Regions from separate parts of the Mus musculus genome. Here regions 2, 3, 4, 5, 6 and 7 are each linked to region 1. The links are chromatin contacts, called in public promoter capture Hi-C maps. All regions are on one chromosome and are shown on one strand. The core of a region is the stretch at or near the end of the contact, and the rest is flanking DNA. Distances in the headings are between cores, read along the strand shown.

Region 1 (3,077 bases), core at 348-2,847:
TGATGTCTAGAAAAATGTAACAAACTTCACTACCCCTACTATCAGGATAAATACAAGATGATCAAAAGTCCTCTGCTCTACCCGTTGGTGGGTCACCTAGCTACACAACTTTGGGAAAGTCCCAATCTTTTTGTGTATGGGATTCACTGGAAAAAAGTGTGTTTTGTTGAGAACAGAGGTGACCAAAGAAAATGTATCTCTAACTCATCAAGCTGTCTTTAGTTCTCCGAAGTGGTGGGCAAAAACCTTTTTAAGGTAAGTTTCCAGGAAGGGACAGCGTAACCGCTCAAATTTTCCCCGCAGTCCTTCCTCATCCTTCCCAGTAAGGACTTCATTGTCAGAAACCAGTGAGGATAGCTTCCGAACTCCAGTGACTGCAAACAACTCATATTTCTGGCACCTGCAAAAAGACTTTCCTTCAAATTTGCCAGAATACATTTATTTGCTTAGGTGTGGCGGTTTGGAGACAAGAAAGCTGTAAAAAACGTCTCATAAATCGCTTCTAAAAATCTTAAGGCTGTTTTGTCTTAATGCTAATCTCCTTATGCTAATCATCTGCAAAGGAGAGTCCTCTTGTTTATGTAACCAAGTTGTTTGCTGTTTTATTTATCTTTTCAATTTTTACCCCTAGCTGAGAATCTGAAAACACAACACTATAATGGAGGGTGGTGTTGAATCGGAGGATCAACGTACATATATTCGTATGAAAACGTCATAACGAAGCGTTACGTGTAATTACAATGCACCGCCCCTCGCAACAGAAATGCTACATTTTGGGGGCATCTCGAAATGTTAAAAAGAAAAATTGCCAACACTTGGTTTACAAAATCCCACAGCCAAAAATGATGAGAGGAAAACGCCTCATTGTCTAGATTATAACATCCCGTTTATAAAAACCATTCCACCATCCCATCCCCACCACGCTTCAAGGAGGCAAGAGCTACCTACGGGAATAATAGTGTCACCATCTGGGTGGAGCGGAGGAAAGAGCTGGAGAACAACCTTTTCATTCCAGAAGGCTTTGCACAACCCAGACTTTCAAAGGGCGCGCGACTCGAGCGCACGCACGCGCACTGCGTGCCCCGGCTTCAGCATCCACAGAAATAACCTGCAAGTTCCAGCCGGGCCCCCCAAAGTTTCCCGGAGCTCAGGGCTGCGTGTGCAGGCGCTTCACGGCGAGGCCAGACCCGCTCGAACGCAGGCACCAGGGGATTCCCTTTCTCCAGCACCGCACCTCAGCCCCGCCACCACCCCCAACCCCCGGCTCGGAGGTGGCGACCGCTACCGCCGCAGCGCGTGTGCTTTCCTGCTCACCCTTGAATAAGGCACCTCGTGCACACTCGTCGCCAAAGACCGCGGCCCGCGGAGCTCCGGACCACGCTCGCTGGGAGCCGGCGCGCCTCTCGCCCGCAGACGGCCGCGAGCGTCGCGCCGTCAGGGTCTCCGCGCGGCGGCGTCTCGCCGTTCGCCTGGCCTTGGGCCTCGGGGGCGGACCTGGAGCCCGGTGACACCGCGCTCCTGCCTCACTGCCCCGTGCCTTGGCCCTGGCCGCCGCCATCTTGCGGAGCTTTCATTCAAACTGGCGCGGTCAGCCCGAAGAACTCAGCTGGCCACACGCCCCGCCCCGGCCCGCCAGGGACTCCGGAGCGGGGAGGCTGAGAGGAGCGAGGCGTTCTGACGTCAGCGGAGACCGACCCCTGCGGTGGTAGCTACCGCGCCTGCGCCGCACGGTGGGGGCGGGAAGGGGCGGGGCCTTCCGTGGAAACTGGCCCTGCCCGTCGCTGGCTTGTTACTCGCTTTGACTTCGGAGGTCGCTTGCCATGATTCTTCATGCGGTCCCCTGAGTCGCTTCACAAAGACCTGACGTGCCCGCCACAAAACGCAAAATAGGCTGTGCGGGGTTAGTGTGCGCAGGTAGCTCCTTTCCCACTCTTGTTCCTCAGCACTTCAACCCAACGAAGCCCCACTACTTTTCCTTTCACTCCACACCACCAGGACTCAGGATCTTAAAATTTGACTGCATGTTGGGTTCACCTGGAGAGGTGCTGTCTGTTTAAACCACTCAAAGAGATTCTGATGAGTTGATGTGGCCATGTAGCAGCTGGACTCAAAGGAAAAGCCTGACAATTGTGAGAATCCAACCAACCCCGCCAAGAACCCTCTTAGTTAAGGCAAACGTAAAAGGTACACTTAGGACAAGGACTTACTAACATTAACAGACTTAAGCTGAGGGCAGGTTTTAGCCATATATGCTTGGGGAGAGTCAGGTCGTTCTCGGTTTTACCACTGTAAATCTGAAAACTTGTAAGAGGAACCATTATACACAAAAGACCATCGGCAATTCTGTAAGCCAGTCATGTCAATGCTATTCACAAGCACATACTGCCTGTCTTCTCTTCAGCCAAAACAGCCTAGCTGCCTTGACCTCTCCATTGCTCCCCTTCCAGCCACTTCCCACCCAGCTAAGGAGACTTTAAAACAGAAAATGAAACAAGCCTCAGACTTGCTTTGTCTGAGAAGCATGTTCAAGTCCTGACCCTTTTGCTTCCACTTTGGTGAGCTGGAATTACAGGTGCTAGCCAAAGCTCCCTTCTCCCCCAATAAACACTTTAAACTGGAAATCACGGTCTAGATCAAAGAACTGACTGACTCCCCTTCATGTGCTGCTCCCTCTCACGTGACTAGATTTAACTCAAATGTTACTTCTTCAGAGGCCACTCAGGCATTCTGTCTGGCTTTGTTCTCTAGCTCTTCTTTAAAAGCTTTTGTCAAAAAACGGTCAGGGTAGAGTCTTACAAATATTTTTGGTCTTGCTAAGTTTTATTTTAAAAATTGGCAAAGGATGCTGGAAGCAGAGGATAGCTTGGTGGAATAGCAGTTGTCTGATAGATCCAAGGCTCTGTGTTTTTTTGTTTGTTTTTTAGACAGGGTTTCTCTGTGTAGCCCTGGCTGTCCTGGAACTCACTTTGTAGACCAGGGCTGGCCTCGAACTCAGAAATCCACCTGCCTCTGCCTTCCGAGTGCTGGGATTAAAGGTATGTGCCACCACTGCCTGGCTCCCTTGTTTTTCTTAATTC
Region 2 (3,077 bases), core at 166-2,665, 1.5 Mb after region 1:
TTTTAAAAAAAAGATAGAAAGATAACATTGAAGCTAGGTATGGTATCAAACTCCTTTAATTGCAGTCCTGGGGAAGGTGGAAGCAGGTTGTCAGAACCCTGGCCATTCTGCCAAACAGTGAACGAACTCTGAGAGAGGCCCCAGAGGGGAAAGGCAGAGAGAGGGCCTTTAACCTCAAGTATAGCTTGCTCCCTGGATGGTTCTTGGACCTGATTTCCAGCCTCCTTCAACAAACATTTGCATTCAATTTATAAGACATGTTTGTTCCTGTTGTATGTGGGAGCATGGCTATAGAACCCACTCTGGTAAAAGGATTGGGTTTTGGTGCACCCCGAATCTGGATATGGCCTTCTGCCTTGCTTTAGTGTTTCCTCAGATATAAACCCTACCGTGTAGGCCAGGCAATTGTGCTTAACTTGTTCTGTTCTGGCTTACGGTATACTTATTTACATTCTGCTGCTTTCAATTATCCTTAGAACCACATCCACAATGCCCGCCTGAGAAGCAATGGGTGGGTACCTTCTTCCTTGTTTCTATTTCCTCAATTCCCTGTGTTTGCATCTTCCTGCTAGATTAGCTTGCTTTCAGCTTCTTGAACTGTTTTCAGCTTAGGCATTTTGTCTAGAAAGCTCTTTTAGAGTACTTTCTCATCTCCAACTAGCTAATTTCTGAGCCTTTCTAGTCGGCCATACCCCGAAGGTTCCCTCTAGAGCCCCTCTGCCCTAGTTAACTGCACATTTGTCCACCACTGTGTGCTTGTTATAAGGATCCTCTTCAGAGTGCACCACCACTGTCCGGCAGAAATAAACTTTTAAAAAACAAAAATAAAAGGGCGCTCTTAAAAAAAGAAAACAACCGGGTTGGGGAGGTGGCTCAGCGGTTAAGAGCATTGACTGCTCTTCCAAAGGTTCTGAGTTCAAAGCCCAGCAACCACATGGTGGCTCACAACCATCTGTAAGGAGATCTGACGCGCTCTTCTGGTGTGTATAAAGACAGCTTACATATAATCAACCAATATTTAAAAAGAAAGAAAAAAGAGAAGAGAAGAGAAGAGAAGAGAAGAGAAGAGAAGAGAAGAGAAGAGAAGAGAAGAGAAAAGAAAAGAGAAGAGAAAAGAGAAGACAACCCAAAACGGGCTCCTTAAGCACTCGAGCCCTCCATCTTCCAGCCCCGGCGCCTTGCCCGTTCCAGCCTCGGCCAAAGGTCGCCTGCTCCGCTGGATCCAGATCTCGGCGCCTTTGCCCCTCAGAGCCCGCGCCTCTCCCTCAGACCCCAATCCCTGCGTGGATGCCCAGAGTTCCGGACACACGCAAACCCCGTGACGCTTACCTAAGACCCGGGCCTCTTCCCGGTCCACAGCGGATCCCGCCAAAAAACTAAATTGGGCTCCGCCCAACTCTGACGTCGACGCGTTCATTTGTGGAGGACGCTCTGATTGGCTCCACCGGAACTCTTGGACCACACAGATCCTTGGCTGGGGGAAGCACCGCCTCTCAGTAGAGCAACCTGATTGGCCATCTTTGTTATGGGCAAAGAACTTCCGGTTGGTGAGGCTGCAGATTCCCATAATTAAGATTCACATAGCAGAGCTCCAGCCCATCTCTGTAAGTTAACACTCAACTGGTTTCCCTGCTGGAAGTAAACTTATTGAAGTCCCAACCAGTTTTGCTGCTCCTATGTCCAGTTTAGATATTAGGATTTGAATAGAGAGAGAGATGAAAGTTTCTACTTTTCACTCTGTCTGACCTACAGGAACTACCATTTCTTCAGATTTTGTTTCTACACCTGTAAACGAGGGAAAGGCTAGATATTTTTGGACGCAGAAAACAATATCCCTAGAATAGTGCAGATTCAGGGAACTAGATTATGTCAGAGTTGAGAATAATTTATCAGATCATTCTTCAGTAAAATTCAAACTTTTCTTTACAAGTATTTATACATAGGTCTAAAACCATTTTCCAAATGCAGAATATTTACCCTCCATAATTCCAAAGACTTCCATGCACAGTTTTGTTGATGTTTAAGACAGGGTCTCTCCAAGAAGCTCTGGCCTTGACCTTTCTGTGTAGATCAGGTGAGCCTTGAACTCAAGACTCTGCTTCCCACCTACTGGGTTTAGAGTGCCTGCCTGGATTACTTTAAAACAGTATGTAGCAGGATCCAGAGTGTCCTGGGATTCCTCCTCCCTCCCCCTCTTCCTTTTCCTTTGTGCTGATGATTGGATAACGGGGTTCATGGATTCTAAGCATGCCCTGTGCCACTGCCATGGAGCTGGATTCACACCCCTGGCCTAGGATTCTTGAAACCTGCCTCAGCTTCAAGAGTGCTGGGATTACAGTGACCACACGCACCTCCAAGTGACACTCTTTAGAGTCTGAATTCATCCACTAGTTGATTTGAGATAAGACAGCATTGGTGTCTCTATCTCTCCACTCTGTTTACCCAGTGTGTGACTAGAAAGCAAAGAATCTTGATGCCTGGACACGGAGTTTTCTTCTTCTCCATCTCATCGTTATCAAAGCCTGTGCTCCTGGCTCAGGATTAGGAATAATTCTAGTATGAAAATTTCACAGTGATAAAGAGACTTCAATAATTAGATAGGCCAGTCCTTTTTTTTTCTTTTTTTTTTTTTTTCAAGACAGGGTTTCTCCGTGTAGACCTGGCTGTCTTGGAACTCACTCATAGACCAGGTTGGCCTCGAACTCAGAAATCCGCCTGCCTCTGCCTCCTGAGTGCTGGGATTAAAGGCGTGCACCACCACTGCCCGGCTGATAGGCCAGTTCTTGTTGGTCCTCTCTAGTTCCTTTCTTCCCTGTGACTTTACAGATAACCTTTGCTTCCCATGTGATTCCAGGAATAGGAAACAGTATCAATCTAAGTGTTCAAGCACAGATGGATATGGAGAGCTAAGCAATTTGTACTAATTGGTTTGGTGGCAATTTTGAGGAAAGAGGAGGAAGTGATTTGGGGTAAAATAAATTCAGAATCCAATGCCTGTGGGATATTGAGGAGAGAGAAAGAGGGCAGAGGAAACTCAGACAGAGGCTAGCTGGTCCCTTTCTGACTTGTACAACTAG
Region 3 (3,077 bases), core at 259-2,758, 1.2 Mb after region 1:
TTTTCTTACTTTAGAAACATCCCAGACACCTTCAGGTTTATAAAATTCTGGTTTTGAATGGAGGTGGGGGAAGAAACAAGTGGGATTATTGCCCAAACCACTATCATACTGAACCCTTCACTGCATCTTTTAACTCTAAAGAGATCAAAGAACTTCACCAAATACAATTTCATTTCTTCCATACACTTTTCTGGGAAAAGGACTCAGCCTCTAACATAATCTCAAAGAAGTAGGAAAAAAAAAATGAATCCCCTCTTAAAGTGATTTGCTTTAGAGCTGGATGAAGCGCTTGGTCTCCCTGCGGCCAGCCGGGTGTCCACACTGCCGGGTGTCCACACCCGTGTCTATCCACACCCGTGTCTATCCTGTTGTCTCCAGCTGGCTTGCTGCTCACCGGTTCTTTGGTTTTATTTCCCAGGCATGTTTGCACTGCTTGCTCCTTGGTAGTCACCCTGCTTCTAACGTCAAGGTTCTATCAGAGTGGCTTTTGAACGGCTGTCCATTTGAGTGCAACTAACCTCAATCATTCATCAAGACAGCCCACCCCAGCCCCCTCCCCCCTTTTCTCTGCATTCTTTGGAGCAACCTGACCTTCCTAAGGTGTTGGAGCAGCAGCCCATCCCTTCTTCCCCTTTGTACTTTGGTCTAGAAACCGTAGATTTGGAGGCCGTACTTTTAAGCGTGTCAGATCATGTTTCCACACTACCATTCCCAGGTGATGTAAAAAATCTTTTCTATTCCCACTTAAAACATGTGGTAAGAAATGGCGCCTACAGTAAGTGCACACTTGGCTCCCCAGAGAAAAAGATTACATAAAACTCCCAATGGCCATTGGCGGACGGCAATTATTTTGGTATTTCTGCGTCAAGTGGCAGAGTCTATGCACCTGCTATGACCACTGTTTCCCTAAGAGCCTGCACCCCCTTGCACTCCTCACCTCTAGTATTCCTCTCCCCAAAACACCATTCCAAGCACCCCCTTTGCATATAACTTCCCCTACAGTCCCCAGGGTGGGGATAAGAATTGATGTTCGCTCCATCCCATAGTCTTCTCAGCAGTACATGCTCAAATTTCTCTCTGTTTGCTCCAAGAGCGCGGATGGGTAAGTTCTTCACCCCCTCTTAAAAGTTGCCTAAAATCCGCGTCTGGCCCTGGCACCGCCCGCCTCTCAGACAGAGCGAGGGCTGGCCGCCAAGGAGCCACGATCCCTGGCTTATTTCTAAAGGCAGGTTCGCCTCCGGGAGCCGCAGAGGGAGGCCGGGCAGAGCGCGGCGTCCGTCCGGGGGGGCAGCTCCACGGGCCCGGGCCGCTCCGGACGCTGAACCGCGCGGCCTCCGGCCCATGCCGGGTCGCCGCACGGCCGAGTCCAGCAGTGGCGGCGGCCCCCGGGGGATGGCGGCGGCCGGGCTCCGCCAGCAGGTGGTCCCGGGGTCCCGGCGGCGCCGCCCCCTTCGACGGCGCGGCCCCTACTCCCGCGGGGGAGGTCAGCGCCCCGGCCGCCGCTCCGCACCCGCCGCCGCCGCCCTCCCTCGGCTCGCCGCGTCCCCCGGGCCGCGTCCGCAGGCTGAGCCCAGGCGGGCCGCGGCGAGCACCCCACAGCTCCGCGCCCCAGCCCGGCCCCGCTCCCAACGGAAAGTTGGGCTGCGGCGGGCTGCGTTCGGGAAAGAGCGAGGCGGCATGAAGGGGCACCGAGGGGTCGCCTAAGACACCGGGGAGGCGGAGCCGCGCGCGGGGACAACTTCGCCCCGGGCGCGCAACCCCCGGCCGGGCTCGCGGTGGTTCCTCCCGTCCCTCGGCCTCCCCCGCCGATCGCGACGCGGACCTTGGTCCCGGCGGCTCCGCGGCGGTGACACGAGCCCGCCTCAGCCGCCGCCTCAGTCTCCTGCCGCGCCGCCACCTTGCCCGCACCATGGAGTTCTCGGAGAGGAAAAGAAGCAGGAAATCCCAGAGCTTCAAACTGGTGAGCCGAGGTAAGCTGCCGGCCCGGGGACAGCGGCGGGAAGCCGGCGCCGCGCTCCGCGCACTCGGCCCCGCGCGCCCCGGCCGCCCGCGGGCTCCACGCCGGGGGCGCGCCCGCCCCGACCCCCTCGTCCCCGCCCGAACCCGGGCCCCCCGCGGGCCGCACACGCCCCGCCGCGGGGAAAGTTGTGCCTGAGGGGGACCCACCGGGTGTTATTGAAGGTAAACAAGTCGGAGGGCACGTCAGGAAATTAGCAAACAATGACACCGGGGAGCCGAGCCCACTCTGGGGTGCCGCCGCCACGGCGGCCGCTGGGCTGGGGTGGCTGAGGGTTTGCCTGGCCGGCAGGCCGAGAATAGACTGGGATTTGTTTTTGTTTTCGTTTTTTTTTTCCTTCCCCCACGCAAAGAGAAGGAGGAGAGAAAAAGATGATCATTGTTCTTTTTAAGAAGAATCAGCTCATTAGGGAATCGAAGCTCAAGGCAGAAATTGTTGACATACAGCATCTTTTCCAGTTGAGTGATTTGGGTGGAAAGGTAGTTTTAAGATTATCTCGTATACCAGTCAGACAAGTGTCGCATCACAAGAAATAAAGAAAAATCCAGCTTGGTCCTGCCGACTAACAGGTGTACAGCACACTCTTTATAGGCGTTTATTTTGTCCGGGGAGGAGAAAGTTGAGTAGTATCTCCTCTGGGTTCTGTTTCTTGTTCGAGTCCATCTTCCTGATTTGAGTCTTTAAAAAATGGTGCCAACTCGGACAAGAAACACCTGTCAAAATGTATCACCTTAATAATCGAGAATGGTGATACCCCCCCCCCAACCTCCCCAGAGGTAATGGTACAAGTTCTAATATGAGCCCACACTCTTTAAATATCTTTGCATTAACTTGGGTCAAAGCCAAATCAGAGAAGCGCTCCACTTTCCCTAGGTGGTTTTTATCTACCGCTAGCATCTGAGGAAAGAGCCACATGATTGTTCCAAGGGCCCCAGCAAAAGTCACATGTGAACAGGTGACTATTGGGAGGGTGATTGCAAGGGATGGAGTTTTTCTGAACTCAGCTAAGCAGACATGAGGATTTTATAAAGCTCACTTTTGGTTAGTCTGGAAACGGTTT
Region 4 (3,077 bases), core at 297-2,796, 1.2 Mb after region 1:
TTCATCTCTCTGGTTCCTCACCATCCCCATGCAAACCCTATGTAGTTGTTTCTAATCTATACTGATTGTCTTGTCATTGACAAGCCCAAGGGTCCCTGCCATGCTCTCCCCCAATCCATAAATATAAACACACACACACACACACACAGAGCTTTTATTCCTCAAAAGGCACTATTATTGATATCCAGAAAACATACTTATCAAAGAAGATGGTGGGATACATAAAGGAGTCCAGAGAATTAATAACGAACGTAATTTAAAGTATGGAGAATAACTAACCTAATTTAAAGTCCGGAGAACTAATAACTAGCCTAATTTAAGTTTGCAAGCAGTTTTAACACTTCACAAAAAAATATGTAAGTATCTAAAAAAAAAAAAGTCACACATGAATTACTTAAATTATCAAGAAGATGAGATTTAGAACCATACAGAAACCTCTCCACCAAAAAGACAGGCAACATAAACCGCGGGCAACAGTGCAGACTAGCCAGCCTCTGACATAGCTCATAGATGTGCAACATTTTGAATGACTTAGGCATGCATGTACTCTGTAACCCTGCGGTTCCAAAGGGATAGGGCTCAGAATCTGCTCAACCAATTCTGAGAAACAGCTCAAACACTCATCCCTAGGAGAATGGGTAACCAGATCTACTCAGACAACAGAATACAATTTCAGAAAATTAATACATACATACATACACACACACACACACACACACACATACATACACACACACAGCAAAGTAATACCCCGAACATTCTAATCAAACGAAGCTCCATATGAAAATGTACATCCTATTGATGTGACATTCTAGAGCAGGCAAAACTGAGGTATAAATAAGTTGCTTCGGTGGGTAATCCACGCAGGGACTGGAAAGTGGACATTGCTATTTTATCTCCTCATGGAGAATGGGTTACACAGGTGTTTGCACTTGTCAAAAGTCACTGACTAATAAACAAGATTTTTACACACACGCACACAAAGAGGAACAAACTCTGCACTCTATGGCGTGTGCCAGATCGCTTAGGAATAAAGCCGACTAACTCTGCAACATGCTTTGGAATTGACAATGACTAGTATGCTGTTTTATCACTCTGCCTGCGGCGGATACTGGTTAGGACAGCAAGCGCCGCCGAAGTGAGCCAGACTAGGCTTGACATCCATACTCTGCCCCTTGCTAAGCCCTGGGCCAGCAGCTTGCCCGGGACAGTGGCGGATCTGTCAGCCCCGTGCCCGCCCCAGACCCTCTCAGGACCATCACCCTCCCGCCAACACCGCAAGCACAGTCCACCACCCTCAAGCCCGAACCACAGCTCCGGGACTCACCACCAGCAGGTTCCTGTCCTCCACCAGCTGCCGCTTCCGCAGAATCTCGGATTTCAGGATGTCCATCTCGCTCCCAGGGTCTAAGTGTCTTCACTTTGACTCCCCAGCTCCTCGGCGGTAACCTCACCCGCCAGGGGAGGGGGAAGAGGACAAACCACGAAGCAACCAGAGCCCAATTATCGGAAAACAACAACTGCCGGAGCCGCTTCCGGCGGAAATCAGGATGAACGAAAGGAAGGTAGGGAGCGCCCCTCGGCGCGAACGCGGCCAAAACCGCTGAGTATTGTTGCCCCCTAGCGGAACCCTCCAGATACACACTTGTGATTTCAGTAACAGGTAGAAAAGAACAAAAGGCCGGGCAAAGGTAGCACAGGCCTTTAATCCCAGCACTTGGGAGGCAGAGGCAGGCAGATTTCTGAGTTGTCTCAAAAAAAAAAAAAAAACAACTGTTTGTCTCTTTAAATGGTTATTGTGCCCGATTGAACCAGCTTGTATACTCCTAAAGTTTGCTTCATAGTTCCTCAATTTACTTATTTGCCAAGAGTGCTAACATACTAGAGAATGAGAAATACATAAATAATACAAGTTTTAAAATGGCAGTGTTTATTAATTGCCTATTCAACACCCTGTAAATTTATTGTGTTTTCTGGTTATGCAATCAGCAATGAAGATTTTCAATGATGATTGGGAATATAATCATTCTTTCTTATAACCTAGCCCAAGAAAAAATATGTTGAAATTCTACTTTGATTTGTTTTTATTTTTATTGTGATTCAGGCACTCACTGTGTTGCCTGGGCAGGTCTCAAACTCTTGCTATCAAAGTAATCCTCCTGCCCCAACCGCAGAGTGGACCTCCATACTTGGCAGAGTTTTGGTTTTGTTTTGTTTTTTTTAATCTTAGAACCATTTATAACATATCTATTCTTGGTTCCATGCCATGAAAGCATCTTTGTTTTTAGTTGTCATAATTCAACAATATTTTATGTTACATTTTTCTATTCTAGAAGTAGTGAAATAACATTCAATTCAAACTCAAGTGTAGGTAAGATGGTTTATCAAAATAAAAACTGAAAGGATTGCTCATTAGAAAGTTTTATACTGGGGCTGGTGAGATGGCTCAGCGGTTAAGAGCACTGACTGCTCTTCTAAAGGTCCTGAGTTCAAATCCCAGCAACCACATGGTGGCTCACAACCATCTGTAATGAGATCTGATGCCCTCTTCTGGGGTGTCTGAAGACAACTACAGTGTACTTACATATAATAAATAAACAAATTTAAAAAAGAAAAGAAAGTTTTATACTGTGTGTGTGTGTCTGTGTGTGAAATAGGATATTTCATCTAAAAGATATCTGAGGACCAAAAAGATGGCTGAACAGCTAAAAATAGTTGCTGCCAAGACTGATGACCTGAGTGCAGTCCCTGGGAACCCACATGGTGGAAAGAAAAAGTAGATTCTCAAAGTCATCCTCTAACCACAACCACACCACCACATACACACACGTATACACACGCACGTTCACAACCACACCACCACATACACACACGTATACACACGCACGTTCACAACCACACCACCACATACACACACGTATACACACGCACGTTCACAACCACACCACCACATACACACACGTATACACACGCACGTTCACAACCACACCACCACATACACACACGTATACACACGCACGTTCACAACCACACCACCACATACACACACGTATACGCACACACGTTCACACATGCAA
Region 5 (3,077 bases), core at 379-2,878, 1.1 Mb after region 1:
GTCTTTACACATGTAGGATGCTAGTATCCTACCATCGAAACTTTCCCTGATCACATGGGTAATAACTGAAGATGCTGAATAACTTCTAAACTTATTATTTTATGAATTTGTTTCACATATTTCATCTGCCATTCATAAAGCTAGGAATTCATTTTCTCCTCCTTGCTTAAGCACAAATAAGTATAGTCACAACTATTTGTATGTATGTGCATGCGTGTGCGTGTGCGTGCGTGCGTGCGTGCGTGCGTGCGTGCGTGCGTGCGTGTGTGTGTGTGTGTGTGTGTGTGTGTGTGTGTGTGTGCATGTTGCTAGGGGTTGAGCCTAGGATCTTGTACACACTAACAAAGTGCTCTACCATGACCTATACCTCTTCATTCTACTTTTTATGTTTAGAACAGGTATCTCACTAAGTCACCCGAACTGGCTTTGAACTTGTTCATTGGCCCAGTCAGATTGTAAATTTATAATTTCCCTGCCTCAGCTCCCCCAAGTAACTAGGATTACTGGCCTGACACAATTTTTCATTTGTTGCTCTGTCGAGCAGAGAAGAAAGGGGAGGAAGGGGAAGGAATTAGAGGGAGGGGAGAGGATGCTGTGCACACAGCTTGTCTCCTTGGCTCCAGTGCATCACTCTGTAGTAGGTGGTAACTTCCCTGGCTTATATTTAGGAACAATAAGGCTCAATGAGATTAACTGCCTTTCCCAAAGACCACACTCTTCCCACTATGCTCTATAGCCCGTGCTCTCATGGGCTGTGAATTCCAGTTTGTGTAGCTTACGAGCCACCTGGATTCGGGCTTACAAGTAGGCAAGTATTTTCTTCCATAACCTGTTCACCTCCCCTTTCCAGTCCAAGATCCATGCGGCCCGAAGTCTGAGCGAGATCGCCATTGACCTGACGGAAACAGGGACCCTGAAGACCTCAAAGCTGGCCAACATGGGGAGCAAGGGGAAGATCATCAGCGGGAGCAGTGGGAGTCTGCTGTCCTCAGGTAGGGCCTGCGCCTGAGACACTGTCCACAGATGGCTTCCTCCCAGGGACGTGGGGACACCATGCACAGGAGGCCACTGCATATGCTGTCCAGAAGCTGGCTTTAGTCGTCAGACCAAAGTGTGAAGCCAAACATGGGTCTAAGAAATATTTCCCAAGGGGCAGAGGGAGATGTGTGTAACTTCAGTGAGGCACAAATTGTCAGTGCCCTCTAAGGGCACTCACTCATGGGGTTTTTTCGAATGCTGGCTGATGTAATCATTAACTATCATCCTGAGTGTCAACTCCAAAGGCAGAGAGTAGGGTTTGCTTGTGTTCCCTTAAGAGGGAGGCTATCCTGGTCAAGGACATTCTGTTTCCAAGGAGACATCTGGGGCTTTACAGGGTAAACGAGTAAATGAGACTTGCTGTCACAAAGGAATGGCCCTTGTCACCACCTGGTTTTACTCCCTAATTCTTACACCTTCCCCTAACACAAGGTTGTTCTCTGCGACAGTCCTAGCTGTCCTGGAACTCACTTTGAAGACCAGGATGGCCTCCAACTCATAGAGATCCACCCGTCTCTGCCTCCCTAGTGCTGGGCTCCAAGGTGTGCCCCACCACACCCAGCTCTCTACCATCTGTGCGCATCAGGCAGGTCATTCTGGCATTAAAGATTAGGAGGTCCAGATCAAATTTATCTTGGCTTCAAGAGTGGAGATCAAGGAAGTGGTTCATTGGTAGAGCACTTGCTTAGCGCACTCAAGGATCTGAGTTCAACCCCCAGCCTCCAAATCAGTCAGAGTGGGGGATGCTGCTGTTTGCTTAAATGACATGACAGGCCTGGGTTTATATGAGGTCAGAGGGAGAAAGACAGAATGTTTTGTGAGCCAAATGTGACTAGCCGATGCCTCCTTCCAAAGCTGTTTAAACCCTGTTGAATTTAGGTGGCTGTTCTAGTCTGATTTCTAAAGTGTTAAACTGTGCTAAAACATTGTGACCAAAAGCAATGAGGAGAAAAGGAGGGTTTGTTTCCTCTTACACTTCCAGTTAACCATTCACCACTGAGGGAAGTCAGAGTGAGAAGCCAAGGCAGGAACTGAAACAGAGACCTCAGAGGAACTCGGCTTACTATTCTGTTCTCCAGGCTGGCATTCAACGAGCTTTCTTATGCAGCCCAGACCCACCTGCCTAAGGATGGCAGTACATCTACAGTAGAGGGAGCCCTCCCTCATCAATCGCCAGTCAAGCCCACAAAGACATGATCCCAGGCTGATCTGATCTGGGCAGTCCTCAGACACAGGCAGATGATCCTGTGCTGTGTCAAGTTGACAGTTAAGCTAACGAGGATGGGAGCCATGTCACCTTGCCCCTCTGAGCTAGGAAATGAAGAAGCCTTAAACTCCTGTCCTTTTCCAGGGCTAGAGCTATAAACAGTGACTGCAAACAACTGTAACAACAGAAAAGGGAAAGATAAAAGAGGAAGATGAGCTAACCCAAGTTAGCTTCTGGGCTAGTGTTGCCCACTCAAAAAGAGCTAAAGGCAGGAGAATGCACACTAGCCTGGAATGAGACGTGGGTTTGCTATAGAGCAGACAGAGTGTGGATCAGGTCTCCATGTTGGACAGGCTACAACCCAGTGATATGTTCACATGCTTGTGAGCTTTATAATATGACACGTTGCACATTGTTTGTTCTAAAGAAACTGTTAAAATTAGATAGGCTTCAGGTTCACAAGAGCTGGATCTGTCTCTGCCAGACCTCCAGGACATTGACTCTAACTCTTAATTCTGCACCTGCCTGAAATTCTTCAAAGCTGTTTCATATAAAAGATGTGCCAGGTGGCCACTGCTTCTGAGGCTCAGAGGTTTGCAAGGAAGACTGTAAAAATCCTAAGGGTCTATCTGGAGTTACAGCCCCACCCCCCCTCCCGGCCTCCCACTGAATGGGCAAAGCAGAACTAAAGGGAACGCTTTGTCCTTTAGACACTGCATGCAATGAGTTCCCTAGTTCCTGTTAAGCCCAGTCTGAGGAAAAAGCCTGGAGCTATATCCTACCTGCCTCCTATCTAGTTACAGAGAGTCCAGCCTTGCTCCGCCCGGACTCT
Region 6 (3,077 bases), core at 425-2,924, 1.1 Mb after region 1:
TGTGAGTAGTGAGTCAATTTCTTATTTGTTTATTTTTGCCTAATGAAAATGCACAGACCGCTTCTATCCTTGCCTCATATGGTATATAAAAGATACTAAGCACCATGCTTGGCACACATCTATAATGCCAGAACTTAGGAAGTTGGGGCAGGAGGATTGCTGTGGGCTTAAAGCCAGCTTGAACTACATAGTACTGGCCCAGCCAGTGCTGTATGGCAAGATCCTGTTTGGGCAAAGACAAACAAACAAATAAACAAATAAAATGCAATTGGAGTAAAGTACCTAATAGTTGCAATCCAGTGCCAATTTTAAAGAGATCCAAACATATATGTGTTCAGTAGCCTAAGGGACTTAAGTATAAACTGGATAACTCTCAAGGAAGGGTCTCAGGCACTCACACCACTGAAACACTGAGACATTTGCAAGGGAGGGCGGAAAGGGAGCCCACAACGTTTTACCACTTATTTCTGCACGTAAAAAGAAAGAGAGAAGAAAGGCGAGGGGACATTTAAAAATGGCTTCCATTTCGACTGACCTTTGGCTTTGTTTTCTGACTATTGGACTAAAAAGAAATCAAGAGCTAGTGACAGTTGGCAATCAAGATTGCGCTCCTGGGATCCTTCAGGCCACCAGACACTTTCTCTTTTATAGAAGCGGAAAGTGTTAGATTGGGAAACCCTGGTGTCAATCATCGAAGAGTGCAGCAGCTTACTGCTGATGAGCTGTGCACTGCTGGAAAGATTTTTCTTAATCAGCATGGTTCACTGGGGAAAGCCAGGGTGCCCCGACCTCCCTAAAAACTGCTAAACCTGTTTAACACCCATCCCCAGCACAGCTAGGACCCAATAAATACAGTTTTCCTCACTAGGCAGAGTCTAAGCAACAGATCCTGCTAATCAGCCAAGAATCTACTGCTGGGATCTGCCCTGCTCAGATTGTACTGAGAAGGAACCTTGAGCAGACAGGCAATTTCTACACACGATGAGCTGTTCAGTCCAAGCAGGAGGAGAATTCCAGGATTCTGGGGTTATAGACATCCCTCGTTCTTTGGGGGATCACACTGAGTAGAAATAGGAAGCTGAGTTCTTGACCACTCTTTCCTCTTGGTCTGGCTGTGACTGCCCCTTCCGCATGCCATGTGCAGTTGAGGGAGGGTGGTCCTGTGTATACACATATGTGCGTATGGTGCATGTGCATGTGGAAGTCAACATTGAATGTTGTTCCCCGGGTGCCTTCCATCTTGTTTTTTGAAAACATTGGACCGGGGCTCACAGGTTCAGCTAGGCTGACTGACCAGCACATCCCAGAGCCTTCCCGACTCTAGGATGGTACTTCCGTGCCAACATGCATAGGTTCCGAGGCTCAAATTCAGGTCTCCATCCTTCCACACCAAACACTTTCCTGGCTGAGTTACCTTCCTAACCCTGGAAGTGCACCTTTAATGAAGCACCCGCCTTAATCGGTGTTCCCTACTTTGTGGAAGCCGCCTGAGTTGGAGCTCTAGTGCACGTGGTGGTCACATGCCATCTTGCGACCTTGCACTGTGGTCACATGCCGTCTTGCGACCTTGCGCTGTGGTCACATGCCGTCTTGCGACCTTGCACGTCTCTGAACTGGGTTTGCCGTGACTCCTTCCTCCAGTTCTTTCTCTACTCACATACTCAGCCTACAGTTACTGGGTAGCAGGTGAGAGACTGACTTGCCTCAAGCACTGTACATTCCCTAGGCTTGAGCGTGGCGGAGACATCTGAGTGAAAGGTCAGCTGCAGCAATGGATGCTGATGACTTAGGCAGAGGGGTGGGTAGAGCTAGCTACCTGGGAGAACTACCCAGACCGGGCTGGGAAGCCTGTGATTACAGGAATATCCCTGATGAGAGGACATAGCTCAGGGCAGGCTGCTGAGCATGCTCGGTTGTTTTCCTCTGCCCTCCCCAGCCCCTGTAAGTTCAGGAAATCTTCAAACTGACCCGACCACTTCAGAATTCCTCCTGGGGGAGGAGAAGGGGAATGGGATACCAGAGCTTGAACCCTAGGACCAGTCATTCTGGAATGACTGGAATATGGGAGTTGAAGTCTTCACTCCTAGAACTTAGCATCTTCTTTCTGGAGAAGGCATGGCTCCAGCAGGGAAATCCATAAAAGAATAGCAACCAGGACCTCAGCTACAGAGAGGGAGGCTCTGCCCAGGCCATTGCATGCCTCAGAAAAGCTGGGTGGTCAGATCTTGTAGCAAAAACCTCAGACCAAGCTGCCTACTTCCTGCCAGTGACAGGCATGGCTGCTGAGCAGCCTGCACGACACAAAGGGTTCATCCTTTAGCTGGCCGGGAAGCAAGCCGGAGATCTGCTTCCTGCCACCAATGTAGCAGCCTCAAACCAGATCCCTGTCCAAGTGGAGAGGTCTTGCACCTCAATTCTCAGCAGCATGTAAGGAGCCTCCCCCAGTTTCCACATAAACCAGGTCCGGAGGAGCTAGGGATTGACTCAGTTGGTAGAGTGCTCACTAGCACTGCGTAGCTGTGCACAGTGTAACCCCAGCCCTTGAAAAGAAAAGGTAAGAGGATCGGCAATCAAGCCCATGCTGGGCTACAAGTTTCAAGACAATAAAATAAAATCATGTTCTGAGTGGTGGAACACACCTTTAGCCCTCGCACTGCGGAGACAGACAGGTGGATCCCTGAGTTCAAGGCCAGCCTGATCTATAGAGTGAGTTCCGGGGCAAATGGGGCTATACAGAAAAATCCTGTCTTGACAAACCAATACACAAACAAGTAAATAAAATCAGCTCAACCGGTTTAGGAAGTACCTGTCCTTGTCATCAAGAAGGGCAGTTCTTGAAGCACCAGGGGTGTGAATATACAAACAAGATGCTGTTAAATAATGGTCCTTAAAGGGCCCTCGTTCCCTTGCTGCCTTTCTTTTCAGTCCACACGGGTGATGGGGTGGATCACCTTTAAGGTGAGCAGCTATTCACTGGTAACTGTTGTCATCATCTTCTGCCTCCCATCTCAGCTTTCCCCAGGGTCAGGTGACCTCCACCAAGGGGGTGAGGTTGTTGAAATGATGCCTCGCCCTTG
Region 7 (3,077 bases), core at 403-2,902, 1.0 Mb after region 1:
TGAAGGCTTGGTCCAGTGTAATAGGGAGGTCAGAGTAGCAGAAGCTTGGGATAACTGGTCACATCGCATCCACAGTCAGGACACACAAAGGCATGAATGCTGGCATTAGCCCCCTGTCTCCATTCGCAGTCCAGAATCCCAGCCAAGGAATAGGGCCGCCATCCACAGAGAGGCTTTCCAACCTCAATTAATGTAATCAAGACAGCCCCTCACAGACGTGCCCAGAGGCCTGCCTCCCAGGCTATTCTAGGCGCTGTTGCGATGATAATTAACACTAATCATCTCATTTGCTGTATGGGAAAAGTTGGACTTTCTCAACCTAACCACAGAGGAATGCTTTCCCTTGAGATTCTTGGTACGACTTGAAAAGTACCAGCAAACCCTCTGAACCAGGTCAGGAGGCCCCGTTGCATGTTTTTTTTTTTGTTGTTGTTGTTTTGGTTTTTTTGGAGCATGTCAAGATTCTCTGATGGCAATCTTCCCGAGAGAGAGTGGATAGCCACCAAGCCACCATAAAGCTGCTGACAAGTGCCCTGGGTCCTCCTCCTGAAGTTGCTTCATCGCTTTAGATAAAGCAGGGCTGAGTGAATGGAAGTGGTCCGTCTTGTCCATCTTGTCCGTCTGCACGAAGAATGCACGCATGCATGCCTGTACACACCTACAGCAAACCACATTCTGTCATTCTATACCATTTTCCAAAGAGCAAAGGGAATGATGCCCTTTCACTCAGTAGTGAGGGAAAGAGGCCCAAAATACATACATCATGGCTTCAGTAGCCAAAAGATACAGCATTCCCTCTCAATAGAACATTATCACATGTCTGCCACCACCCTGGATTCCCAGGCAAGATTCTGGCTCAGGAAATGACCCAGCAGGAGCCCCTCCTCCTCAGGTGACACTGGAACCATTGAGGCTCCAACACAGAACTATCAATGCGATAAGCCACAGGAATGTCACAGCACCAGCCTTTGCAGGTGGCCAAGTGGAAGCCTCTCACAGCTCTTTCTTGAAGAGCCTCCTACCTCTCCCCTGCTTCTCCATTTTGTCTTCTGTCAAGGGAAAGCCCACAGCCTCGGGAACGTATCGGGGCTTTGTATACTGTTTGTTATCTTGATCAGTTTGTTTCTCTGCTGGAAAAGCACAGGTAGGGATCTACTGCCTGGGAAGCCAGCTAAAAGCCAGCCGAGGGAAAAGCAGAGTCATCTTTTGTATGTCACGTGGCAGCTGGAACCTGGCAGGAAGATCTCTGGGACATCTGTCTAGTCCTCCGTGGTGGACTCGGCTTTCTGGGGAAACTCGGGAAGTGAACAGAAACTCAAAGACTCTGTTTCGTTCCAGCAAAATCTTAACAGTGTAATCACCTGGAAAAAAGAAATGCAAAGGGGGGTTATTATTTATAATAAGGAAATAGTGAACGTATTAAAGTAGAAGACAGGAAGCGCACTGTGCAGGGAGGCTGTAGGGAACTGAACTAAAACTTGGGAGAATATACAGTACCATATGTCTGAAAATTATATGTAAGGCATGAACTGCTTGGGAATAAATAACGTTCCAAACAAGGGAGAAAAGCTTGGAGAATAGACAAGCTCTCAGCAGCCGAGAGCCAGCCTGTCTTCCTACTGTTCCGAGTCTGGTTCCTCTATTCTCTCTCTAGAGGACTCCTCTGAGGGAGGGCGTCCAGTGACTGTTACACTCAGTAAATAGTAACTAGGGATCCTAAGAAGTAGCGGCACAGCCTCCTCCATCAGCCTTGCTCTGTGTGCACAGTCTGAGGCCTCTCATCCTGGCTCCCTTTCCTCTATTGCCAGACACATTCTGACTCTGGGTGTTTTATACTCTCTTCATCTGAAGGGAAAGGGAAAGCTCACCCTAAAGACACTCATTTCCACTTACCCTAAGGACACCTATAATGAGAAAGAACTTGCCTAAACTAGGTCACACGTTTACGACTGTTGCTTAAAGCTTCGCTATAGCTGGCAGAGCACTATACGGAATGTTCACCCACAGGACCTGCAGAATGGGCTGTGCGAAAGCAAAGGCCTTCCTTCCTCCCTTCCCCCACCTCTCTTTCCCCACACAGACAACTTACATCTAGCAAATGAATCAAATTGTGAGACACCAAACTCCTGCTCGGGGCTGTCTGCCAAAGGTTGATTTTGAGTTACACATGAGATAAGTCTCCCAGCTGGTGTTAACCATTAGCCCCCTGTTGACCATTCACTACACCATAGATGTAAATGTTTAACAGAAGGGCTCACATGTCTCACACACACACACACACACACACACACGCACACGCACACGCACACACACACACACACACACACACACACAATGTGCTTCCAAGTACCATGAGCTCTTTAGCAAAGTGATCAGTGGGAAAGGAAATGAATAAAGCTAGAAATGATCTATTGCAGAAACCCTGGAGAGTTTCTATGAACATGTTTGTACTCTGTCATGTTACGGGAGCTGGCAGTCCCACAACTGCCATTGCAAACATTCTCCCACATCCCAGCTCTGACCAGGCAGATGAATTGCAGAGGTGGTTAAGCTGCTGTGGCTCGTTACACATAAAGAATGGTTGTCTTCTAGTCCTCCACATGGTAGAAAGACGGCTGTTAGTTCCCTTGAGCTGAGTAGCAACTATCTTTGTCTATCTTTAGAATTCCTTGGCCTGAGACCTTGAGGATATCCCCTCTTCAAAAGATGTGGACTGCTCCAATACAGTGTCATGAGTTATGGCGGACAAGCCTAGACACCCCCCCTTCTCCCCCAAGACTAATTAGAAAATCCATATATCAGAGTTTGGCTTGTAGTTCAAAATAACTCTCAATTTAAATTATTCTTCAGTGCTAACTTCAGTTGTAAATTTTGTTCTGAGAGGGTGCTGGCTGGGACTGAGACCTTATTAACTTGGAAGGGGCAAGTCCTAAGATAAGGCCATATATTAGACAAGAAATTGTGGTTTTCCGGCACAATAACTGCCATTAAGGTCCTCATGGTCTGAGGCAAGTCACAAGTTTTTGGACTCTATCCTCAGAAAAAAATAAATGGTGTTAAGCTAACAGACTAGTCTC

The links. Promoter capture Hi-C pulls out the DNA fragments that hold promoters and counts their contacts. Capture Hi-C pulls out chosen DNA fragments and counts their contacts.
Region 2: a contact with region 1 is called in a promoter capture Hi-C map of adipose tissue, with 3 times the contacts expected there. The contact joins the promoter of Mcm10 here to the promoter of Suv39h2 in region 1. A contact is called at or near these places in 1 of 39 promoter capture datasets (embryonic stem cells) and 2 of 9 other capture datasets (adipose tissue and liver).
Region 3: a promoter capture Hi-C map of liver shows a contact between it and region 1, with 5 times the contacts expected there. The contact joins the promoter of Bend7 here to the promoter of Suv39h2 in region 1. A contact is called at or near these places in 4 of 39 promoter capture datasets (embryonic stem cells, hippocampal neurons and liver).
Region 4: a contact with region 1 is called in a promoter capture Hi-C map of embryonic stem cells, with 4 times the contacts expected there. The contact joins the promoter of Prpf18 here to the promoter of Suv39h2 in region 1. A contact is called at or near these places in 2 of 39 promoter capture datasets (cranial neural crest and embryonic stem cells), 2 of 115 datasets of contacts at active chromatin or transcription factors (astrocytes and embryonic stem cells) and 1 of 9 other capture datasets (macrophages).
Region 5: a promoter capture Hi-C map of embryonic stem cells shows a contact between it and region 1, with 3 times the contacts expected there. The contact joins the enhancer-like site here to the promoter of Suv39h2 in region 1. A contact is called at or near these places in 4 of 39 promoter capture datasets (the C10 cell line, HPC-7-derived erythroid cells, embryonic stem cells and 1 more), 3 of 115 datasets of contacts at active chromatin or transcription factors (all in embryonic stem cells) and 2 of 9 other capture datasets (adipose tissue and embryonic tail).
Region 6: a promoter capture Hi-C map of embryonic stem cells shows a contact between it and region 1, with 4 times the contacts expected there. The contact joins the enhancer-like site here to the promoter of Suv39h2 in region 1. A contact is called at or near these places in 5 of 39 promoter capture datasets (the C10 cell line, HPC-7-derived erythroid cells, embryonic stem cells and 1 more), 5 of 115 datasets of contacts at active chromatin or transcription factors (astrocytes, embryonic stem cells, large pre-B cells and 2 more) and 1 of 9 other capture datasets (macrophages).
Region 7: a contact with region 1 is called in a promoter capture Hi-C map of liver, with 4 times the contacts expected there. The contact joins the enhancer-like site here to the promoter of Suv39h2 in region 1. A contact is called at or near these places in 8 of 39 promoter capture datasets (the 3T3-L1 cell line, embryonic stem cells, hippocampal neurons and 3 more), 3 of 115 datasets of contacts at active chromatin or transcription factors (astrocytes, large pre-B cells and stem cell-derived neural progenitor cells) and 2 of 9 other capture datasets (adipose tissue and macrophages).

The regions. Positions count from the first base shown.
Region 1 is chr2:3,473,389-3,476,465 of GRCm38.p6, forward strand. Suv39h2 (suppressor of variegation 3-9 2) reads right to left here and starts at 1,598. Exons shown (of 6, transcript NM_022724.4): 1 at 1,315-1,598. The coding sequence starts at 1,558. It also overlaps a transcript of Dclre1c not described here.
Region 2 is chr2:5,011,376-5,014,452 of GRCm38.p6, forward strand. It overlaps Mcm10 (minichromosome maintenance 10 replication initiation factor), which reads right to left and starts at 1,416. Exons shown (of 20, transcript NM_027290.3): 1 at 1,330-1,416.
Region 3 is chr2:4,716,323-4,719,399 of GRCm38.p6, forward strand. Bend7 (BEN domain containing 7) reads left to right here and starts at 1,509. Exons shown (of 9, transcript NM_178663.4): 1 at 1,509-1,970. The coding sequence starts at 1,910.
Region 4 is chr2:4,650,589-4,653,665 of GRCm38.p6, forward strand. Prpf18 (pre-mRNA processing factor 18) reads right to left here and starts at 1,547. Exons shown (of 10, transcript NM_026045.4): 1 at 1,328-1,547. The coding sequence starts at 1,393.
Region 5 is chr2:4,571,448-4,574,524 of GRCm38.p6, forward strand. It overlaps Frmd4a (FERM domain containing 4A), which reads left to right. Exons shown (of 23, transcript NM_172475.3): 14 at 851-992. Among named protein-coding and RNA genes, the nearest start is that of Gm13179, 22 kb to the right of the region's middle. Within about 2 kb of position 1,629, at least 59 of the 459 cell types and tissues checked have an H3K27ac peak or open chromatin away from gene starts, as enhancers often do. A contact at or near this core is called in embryonic stem cells, where this site is marked.
Region 6 is chr2:4,547,932-4,551,008 of GRCm38.p6, forward strand. The region is part of intron 11 of Frmd4a (FERM domain containing 4A); the gene reads left to right. Among named protein-coding and RNA genes, the nearest start is that of Gm39751, 36 kb to the left of the region's middle. Within about 2 kb of position 1,675, at least 18 of the 459 cell types and tissues checked have an H3K27ac peak or open chromatin away from gene starts, as enhancers often do. A contact at or near this core is called in embryonic stem cells, where this site is marked.
Region 7 is chr2:4,508,254-4,511,330 of GRCm38.p6, forward strand. All of the region lies in intron 5 of Frmd4a (FERM domain containing 4A), which reads left to right. It overlaps Gm39751 (a long non-coding RNA gene), which reads right to left. Exons shown (of 5, transcript XR_865941.3): 1 at 2,090-3,077; 2 at 1,023-1,361. Among named protein-coding and RNA genes, the nearest start is that of Gm39751, 3.9 kb to the right of the region's middle. Within about 2 kb of position 1,653, at least 45 of the 459 cell types and tissues checked have an H3K27ac peak or open chromatin away from gene starts, as enhancers often do. A contact at or near this core is called in adipose tissue, hippocampal neurons and liver, where this site is marked.